Regions from separate parts of the Sus scrofa genome. Here region 1 is linked to region 2. Evidence: chromatin contacts called from public HiChIP or PLAC-seq data. All regions are on one chromosome and are shown on one strand. The core of a region is the stretch at or near the end of the contact, and the rest is flanking DNA. Distances in the headings are between cores, read along the strand shown.

What was found. HiChIP or PLAC-seq counts read pairs in DNA pulled down with a chosen protein or histone mark.
Region 1: a contact with region 2 is called in an H3K27ac HiChIP or PLAC-seq map of alveolar macrophages. The contact joins two enhancer-like sites. A contact is called at or near these places in 1 of 5 promoter capture datasets (fetal skeletal muscle) and 2 of 2 datasets of contacts at active chromatin or transcription factors (alveolar macrophages and skeletal muscle).

The regions. Positions count from the first base shown.
Region 1 is chr6:18,938,306-18,942,766 of Sscrofa11.1, forward strand. It overlaps a transcript of NLRC5 not described here. Among named protein-coding and RNA genes, the nearest start is that of NLRC5, 31 kb to the right of the region's middle. Within about 2 kb of position 2,181, at least 16 of the 83 cell types and tissues checked have an H3K27ac peak or open chromatin away from gene starts, as enhancers often do. A contact at or near this core is called in alveolar macrophages, where this site is marked.
Region 2 is chr6:18,869,721-18,873,983 of Sscrofa11.1, forward strand. It overlaps SLC12A3 (solute carrier family 12 member 3), which reads left to right. Exons shown (of 26, transcript XM_021093898.1): 22 at 425-536. Among named protein-coding and RNA genes, the nearest start is that of SLC12A3, 27 kb to the left of the region's middle. Within about 2 kb of position 1,866, at least 37 of the 83 cell types and tissues checked have an H3K27ac peak or open chromatin away from gene starts, as enhancers often do. A contact at or near this core is called in alveolar macrophages, where this site is marked.

The DNA.
Region 1 (4,461 bases), core at 931-3,430, 69 kb after region 2:
TCAACTTCAGCAGTCTTCACCCCAGCCCAGCCCAGTTTCATCCCCGAAGCACCTCATTCTGAAACAAAAGAGAAACAGACATCATGGCATCTCGGCTGAAATATTTTAGAATGTACTAAAAGAAGGAGTCTTTGATAAAAATATATAACCATTGGCATAACTTTAAACATTTTAACAGTAATGTCAAATCTCCACAGACTATTCTGGCTGAATTATTTTAATCTCGTAAATAATAGGTGAATACAGGGGTGTCATTTTGTTACTTGCTTTTTGCATTTGCAAGTCGTTTTCTCACCCCTGGGGGCCAGGACCTGGAGTTGGCTGGCCTGGGCTGGCCTTTTGGGAAGAGGCAGGGAAGCTACCCCCTGCCCCCCTTCAGCCCTAGGCTCCCAAACTGGAGGATGGCAGGTGGGATGTACCTGGAGCCTCATCCCTCCAAATTGCTTTTTTTTTTTTTCTAAGAAGCAATAAGCGCAGCAAAGCACTAGGCTTGGTCTCTTCGTGGAGAACAGAAGGGAGAGGTAAAGCTGATGATTTCATGGCGCCTCCAGGCTCCCCATCCTTACTGAACCCCAGCGCCGGCTGGCCAATGATTATGCCCACCTGCCTTGCCTCCAAAGCACAGCGGCAGCTTGACTGATGCCTAGGGTGGGAGGTGGACAGACCAGGCCTCTTGGCACCTTGAATTTACTTGCTGATCACCGGCTGTTTTATCCCTGAGAACCTCGGTTCCTCATCTGTGCCATGGGGACGATAAGAGGTCCTTCAGAGCGTGTTTGGTGGGTTGGAGGAGATGAGGTGTGCCCAGTGTATGGTTCACCTCAAGGTACCACGCAAGCATGAGTGCTGGGTCCTTGATGAAGGCAGGCAAGCAGAAGGGGAAAATTCTTTGGCAGAGTTTCGTGATACGCTTGGCCTTATTCCTGGCCGAGATGCAGAGGTGACTGGATGTTTGGAGGGCCAAGTCAGTGTCCTTACACCCAACATATATTCCTGCTTCTCTCAGGAAAACTCAGCAAAACTACTGAGGGTGTCTTTTCCCGTCTGTCGTGGATTGAATTGTGTCCCTGAAAAAGATGTGTTGCAGTCCTAACCCCTCTACCCGAGAATGTACCTTTATTCCGAAATAGGGATGTAAGTCGTTAAAATGAAGTCATATGAGAGTGGGGCCCTTAATTCAGTATGACTGGTGTCCTTTCTATGAGAAGAGCCCAGCCCAGGAAGGTAGACACAGGCGGGGAGAAGACAGCCACGTGACCCAGAGGCAGACACTGGAATGAGGCAGCTACCTTCCCAGTAAGGAAGTCCCACAAGTGCCCACACCCACCAGAAACCAGAAGAGGCGAGGCAGGGTCCGAGCCTAGAGGCTTTGGAGGGAACGCGGCCCTCCAGACACCTTGATTTCAGACATCTGGCCTCCAGCCCTGTGGGGGAATGCGTTTCTCCTTTTAACCCGCCCAGTTTGTGGTTCCTTGTTGCAGCGGAAGCAAAGCTAAGGAACCAGTCGACCCTCCCAGAATCTCTCCTCTGCTTTCCACAGGGAGTTGGAGGCCTAACGATTAAGCAAACTAAGACAGGTGCAAATACTTTGTAACCTCTGAGGATGCACACTACTGGTTTTCTGTACCGGCTCTATTTTTTCGTAGCTGTTGTGTTGGCTGGTAGCCCGATGTCTACCTTGGCGGCAGCTCAGGCTGAGAGCCAAACACCCTGACGATCGGAGAAGGAAAAAAAAAAAAAATCTGCGAAATGGATCAGTCTGGTGGTGGGTTCGGGCTGTCTGAGAAGCGAAGGCTTTGGTTCCTGAGACCTTGCTGGTTGCATATGTGTCTGCCATCCACTGCCCTGAAAGCCAGGCGGAAGTGATGAGGCAGCCAAGTACTTGGTCATACGTGGGGCTTGTCCCCTTTAGAATAAGCATGATTGTGTAACCTCCATGCTGTCAGGGGTTTCCTAGATCCTTGAGAGCTGGGCGACATTGTCGTGAACGGCCATTCTGCTCCTTTGGTATTCTCAAGCTCTCTGCAGATCTGGGGGGTGGAGGTGGCTGTACACTTAGTTCTTGTGGCCACCGCTGACCCCCGACTCTTTTGCTCTGCAGTCATCCTCTCTCCTAACAGACCAGGGTATGAAACCAGTAGGTTTCCTGGAGTGTGAAGGGGAGAGGCCTGAGGAAGCATGAGATCACTTGTTTATCCTGCCTATTTCAATCCTGATTCTTTCTGATGGGACTCCTGTTCCATCCTGTGAGTCACTCCAAAGTCTTCTGCTAGAGCTTCTCCCAGTGGCTCAGTGGGTTAAGAATCTGACTGCAACAGCTTGGGTTGCTGCAGAGGCATGGGTTTGATCACTGGCCTGGGAAGTTCCATATGCCACAAGTGCAGCCATAAAAAAAAAAAAAAAAATTAACAAAGTCTTCTGCTGAATTCCCAGAATTTTAGAGCCCTCTGGCTGGAATGCTCTAGCGTCAAAGGAAATGGTTTAAGGAACCCAAGGGAAAATTAAGTTTCATTCAGATGACCTCTATTCTCAGTTTGGTTTCTTTCTTCCAGTCTTTTTGTTTCTGTTTTTCGCTTTTTAGGGCAGAACCCATGGCACATGGACGTTCTCAGGCTAGGAGTCGAATCAGAGCTACAGCTGCTGGCCTACACCACAGCCACAGCAACTCAGGATCCGAGCTGTGTCTGTGACCTACATCACAGCTCATGCCAATGCGCGATCCCCGACCCACTGAGCAAGGCCAGGGACCGAACCAGCATCCTCAAGGATACTAGTCAGTTTCGTTTCCACTGCACCACAACAGGAACTCCCTCTTTCTTCTCGTCTTTTTTTCTATGTGTTATATTCCTATTTTTTAATTGACTTATAAAAGCTAAAATGGAATTATACTTTTTAAATATTATGGAATTATATATTAAAGGAAAACTAAATGCAATATCATTTTTCAGTGGTTTAATTTTTAGTATCTAGTACATCCACATAATAAAATAATATAAAACATGCAAAAAAAGAGTATGTAATGAGAAGTAAGTCTCCTGGCCCCCTGATATCCCTTCCTGAAAACAACCAGTGTTATCAGGTTCTTACGTTTCCTTCCTTAAGATAGTCCAGGTGAGCCTTTACAAGTATATATCTATATATGCATCCCCTTCTCACAAGGATAGTATGCTGTATTTAGTGGGTTTTATCTTGATTTTTAAAATTTAATGTAATTTGGAAATCTTTCCACATCAAAACAAAACCAAAAAAAAAAAAAACTGCCCTTTTCTCTTTTTTCAGGTCTGCATAATATTTCAGGGCATGGTTGTTCCATAATTGATTTAAATATGATTGGGCATTTAGGTTGTTTTCCTGTCTCTTGTTATCCCAATCAGTGCTATTACACATGTCCGTTCAAGCATCCTTTTTGCCTATGAGAGTAAATCTTTAGGGAGAACAGCCAGGAGTGCATATGCAAGTGTAAGGGGAAAATAGGCAGTTTGAACTTTTTTATAAATTTGGCAAATTATCCTCCTTAAGTGTTGTAGTAAGTTTCACTCGCATCAGCCATGTGTGAGGAGGCCGGCTTCCCACCCCCTCAAAACACATGTGTTATTAAACTTTTCCACAGTGGCTGATCTGGTATTCAAATAATGGTGGGTTTTTTTTTGTTTGTTTGTTTAGTTTCATTTTCATTTCTCTTATCAATGATTTTGGGCATCTTTTCAAATATTTAAGGGTCACTTGTAGTTTCTTTTTCACAAACTATCCATATCCTTTGCCTGCTTTTCCCTTGGGTTGTTGGTCTTATTCCTCTTGACTGTAAAAGCACCTTATATACTAAGGAAATTAGCTCTTTGTCTGTAATATAAATACATGTCATCTTAACTGACTACATAGTTGGCCAAAGAATGGCTGAACCATAATCTTTGTCAAACATTTATTTATTTTTTATTTATTTATTTTGTCTTTTTTTGCTTTTCTTGGGCCACTCCCGTGGCATATGGAGGTTCCCAGGCTGGGGGTTGAATCAGAGCTGTAGCCACTGGCCTACACCAGAGCCACAGCAACGCGGGATCCGAGCCGAGTCTGCAACCTACACCACAGCTCAAGGCAACGCCGGATCCTTAACCCACTGAGCAAGGGCAGGGACCAGACCTGCAACCTCATGGTTGCTAGTCGGATTCGTTAACCACTGCGCCATGACGGGAACTCCAATGCCGAGTAGTTATGTTGTGAGCCGCACGGGAAGTCCTTGTCAAACATTTAAATTGAGTCTTGTTTTTTCCTAGTACACGTAGATGGTTTCCTCTGTTTTATATAAAAAACAAGATGTGACATCTACATTCTTTCCATGGCTGGAGTTCTCGTTGTGGCTCAGCAGTAACGAACCTGAGTAGTATCCATGAGGATGAAGGTTTGATCCCTGGCCTGGCTCAGTGGGTTAAAGATCGGGTATTGCCATGAGCTGTGGGGTAGGTC
Region 2 (4,263 bases), core at 616-3,115:
TATCCTATTAATGGGAGATAATGTAGATGGAGCAGTTACTCCAGCTTGACACTGTTTGCCTGGCTTAACCTAATGCAGTCCCCAGGTAGGAACTATTATTTACAAGCAAGCAAACGGAGGCCCAGAGCGGTGAGGTCTTTGTGAATGACACGGTGATAAGGACAGTGATTTAGATTTAAAGTGAAATCCCCCAATTATGCAATGCCAGCTCGCTTCTTTAAAAGCATCATGCAGGCCAAATAAACCCCAGCCCAGAGAGCCCTGTGTGCCATTCTGGTTTAGTCTGGGTCACTCATCATAGGGGTGGGCAAACTGAGGTCCAGAGAGGGGCAAGGGCTTGCTCGGGGCAGAGTGGGGTGGGAACCCAGAGAGGGCTGCATCCTGCGGGCATTTTTCTCCTGTCTCATGGGACCCTCCTTGCCAGGCCTCACCCTCCTGGTCCCCTATCTCCTCGGCCGGAAGAAGCGATGGAGTAAATGCAGGATCCGCGTGTTCGTTGGGGGCCAGATCAACAGGATGGACCAGGAAAGAAAGGCGTAAGTGGGGAGCGCCATGTGGGTCCACAGGACCAGCGCCATCCGGTGACACCACATCGAGCCGCCCCCTCTGCCCTCCGCTGCTGCCCCAGGGCTCGCCTCGCTCAGGGTGCAGTGGTGGTGAGGGAGCTCTGGGCAAGAGCAGCTTTCTCTCCATTGCAGAAGCTGTTTTGGTGTCCTGACCTCTTCAATAACATGCACAAAGGAGTTCCCGCTGTGGCTCAGGAGTAATGAATCTGACTAGTTAGTATCCGTGAGGATGCAGGTTCAATCCCTGGCCTTGCTCAGTGGGTTCACTCTCCGCCATTGCCGTGAGCTGTGGTGCAGGTGGCAGACCCGGCTCAGAACTGGCATTGCTGTGGTGATGCTGCTCCGATTCAACTCCTAGCCAGGGCACTTCCAGATGCTGTGGGTGTGGCCCTACAAAAGGAAAAAAAAAAAATGAAAAACAAAAACCGCATTCCCTAGTCCTCACCATGACCAGGAGGGTTGTCAAATTATAAAACCACAAATCTCAAGGAGAACCTTGGGTGAAATAAAGGATGGAGAAGGCCCCTCCTCCTCAGAAATGAGGCAGAGCTTAGGCTCCTTCAGGGCACTGTCTCCCCTCCCCCAAGCTTGGAGTACTATCCATGGTGAGACCAGAGGTGACTTCGGTGGCCAGAATAAAGGGCAGCAAATCCCACAGAATCTCTTGGTGAGAAATGACTTAATTCTCCTGTGGCTGGTTCTCTGTCTAGACAGGAGAGGGCCAGCCTGGCTTGAGTGCTTGACAGGCAATGGCATCCACCAGAATTTAGTGACATTTGTTTACTGGTTTTATTGGTCGCATCTTTCTGGCAGGAGATGCTGATTTTCTGTTTGTATTGTGATATGATATTTCCTTTCAAGATGTATCTAAGTAAGAATGAGAGTTGTAAGTTCCCACTGTGGCTCAGTGGTAGCAGACCTGACTAGTATCCATGAGGACACAGATTTGATTCCCTGGCCTCACTCAGTGGGTTAAGGATCCGGCATTGCCATGAGCTGTGGTGTAGGTTGTAGAAGTGGCTCGGATCCTGCGTGGATCTGTGGCTGTGGCTGAGGCTGGCAGCTGCAGCTCTGATTCGACCTCTAGCCTGAGAACTTCCATATGTTGCAGGTGTGGCCCTAAAAACGCCACAAAAAAAGAATGTGAGTTGACTTAAGTTGAGAAGGAAGTAAATAGTAAGGCAGAACACAGTTGTGCTGCTGGCAGGAGTCACCTGTGTGCCTAGAGCTGGTACCTGCTACTTCAGGCCAGCTCAAGTGAAGTGAAAGGTTGTAGGATGGAGGGACCACTAGAGGGCGCAAATGGGCTGGGAAGGATGGGGTGTACCTTGCCTCAAATCATGTAACAATTAGCCAAAGAGAAAACCCTGCCCAGCCTTTGGTGCTCGCCATGACATCCCAGAGTCGGGAGCCTGTGGCCTGTGGCACCCTAGTCCTTTGCTAGGACCACATCCCCCCACCTGCTCTGAGTCGCCCCCTGCATGAGTTAGGGGTGACCAGCAATCCCATCTTGGGTCCTTGCCCCCGCTGAGAACTTCTCTACTGAAGGACCCTTCTCAGCCATGCCTGGGAGCGTTGCCTGGGAAACATAGTATCTGCTTCTTTGTGTCCTCAAAAGGCAAATACGCGTGAAGGCTGCTTTGCCCTCCCTCTCAGCTTCCTGTTCTAGCTCCACTTGAAAGCTGGACTCAGCCAGTTTGGTTTCGTTCAAGGCTGCGGCACTGTGTGTCATGGGTTGTCTCTCAAGTAGAGGTTGTGAAATCTCTGCCTTCCAGCTGATTCTTGACCCGGCCACATCCTCTGCCTTCCTAGTGACCCCAGGCCCGTGCTGCCTCCTGCCCAGGCCCTTCCTGGGCCTGGCACCTCCGGGCTGCACACCAAGACATGTGCCCACAGCTCTGCTTTCCTGATTTTACTCCCAAGTTCAGGGACCAGCGGTGGCTTGACAGATGGGCCCCAGCCTGGTCCTTCGGGCTTATCTCCTTTTTCCGTCCCTTGCATGCCCCGCACCCTCCCAGGCAGCTCTTCACTGCTCCGGCTCCATCCCTGAACCCCTGTGTCTTAGCTTATTTGGACCACTCTCCTGGGGTGCTTACTCCCCACCAACTAGTCCTGGGGCATCACCAAAGCTATGTCCTGCCCAGGGACTCTGAGGCAGTGGGTGGGCTAGGGACGAGGCAGGCGTGTTGTTTAGAAGGTTCTTTGGGTGATTCCAATGTGGACACCCCTGTCGACCCTCTCTGGCCTGTAATAGTCTTAGCCACTATTCACTATTCAGCCAGATCACCACCTCCTCTGTGAAGCCTTCCCTGACTGCCGCAAACCAAAGGTGGCATCTCTTCCCTGTGGGGGTAAAGTCAGGGCCAGCTGGCTTGCTGCTCCTGATTCTATACTTAGTTCATGTCTGTTATCTGTTTCCTCAGCCACCCTGAGGACCTTGCTGCAGTGTAACACCCATTCTTTTTTTTTCTTTTTATTACAGTTGATTTACAGTGTTGTGTCATTTTCATACAGCATCATGATCCAGTCATGCATCTATATACACATCTTTTTCTCATACTATCTTCCATCATGTTCTATCCCAAGAGATTGGATGTAGTCCCCTGTGCTGTACAGTAGGACTTCATTGCTTATCCATTCCTTTTTTATTTATATATATAGATATATATATTTTTTTGTCCTTTTAGGGCTGTACCTGTGGCATATGGAGGTTCCCAGGCCAGGGGTCTAATCAGAGCTACAGCTGCCGGCCTACACCACAGCCATAGCAACGCCAGATCCGAGCCGAGTCTTTGACCTACACCACAGCTCATGGCAACGCGGATCCTTAACCCACTGAGTGAGGCCAGGGATCAAACCCGCAACCTCATGGTCCCTAGTCGGATTCATTTCTGCTGCTCCACAACAGGAACTTCTGCTTATCCATTCTAAATGTAATCATTTGCATCTACCAACCCCAATCTTCCTGTCCATCCCTCTTCACCCCCTCACTCCCCTTGGCAACCACAGGTCTGTTCTGTGTGTCCATGAGTCTGTTTCTGTTTTGCAGATAGGTTCATTGTGCCATATTTTAGATTCTACATATAAGTGATATGTATGGTATTTGTCTTTCACTAACTTCACTTAGTATGAGAATCTCTAGTTGCATCCATGTTGCTGAAAATGGCATTATTTCATTCTTTTTGTAACTGAGTGATAGTCCATTGTATATATGTACTGCATCTTTTTTTTTTTTTTTTTTGGCTTTTTTAGGGCTGCACCCGCAGCACATGGAGGCTCCCAGGCTCGGGGTCCAATTGGAGCTGTAGCTGCCAGTCTACACCACAGCCACAGCAAGGCAGGATCCAAACTTCATCTTTCTCAATGCCAGATCCTTAACCCACTGAGCAAGGCCATGGAGCAAACCCTCATCCTCATGTGTGCTAGTCAGGTTCATTAACCACTGAGCCACGACAGGAGCTCCTATACTACATCTTTTAATCCATTCATCTATTGGTGGACATTTTGGTGGTTTCCATGTCTTGGCTATTGTGAATGGTGCTGCTGTGAACATACAGATGCATGTATCTTTTTGAATGAAAATTTTGTCCAGATATATGCCCAGGAGTGGAATGCACCTTGCATTCTTTAGACCCTTGCTCCTCAAAGTGTGACCAGTGACCAGTAGCCCCACATGACCCAGGAGCTGGTTAGAAAT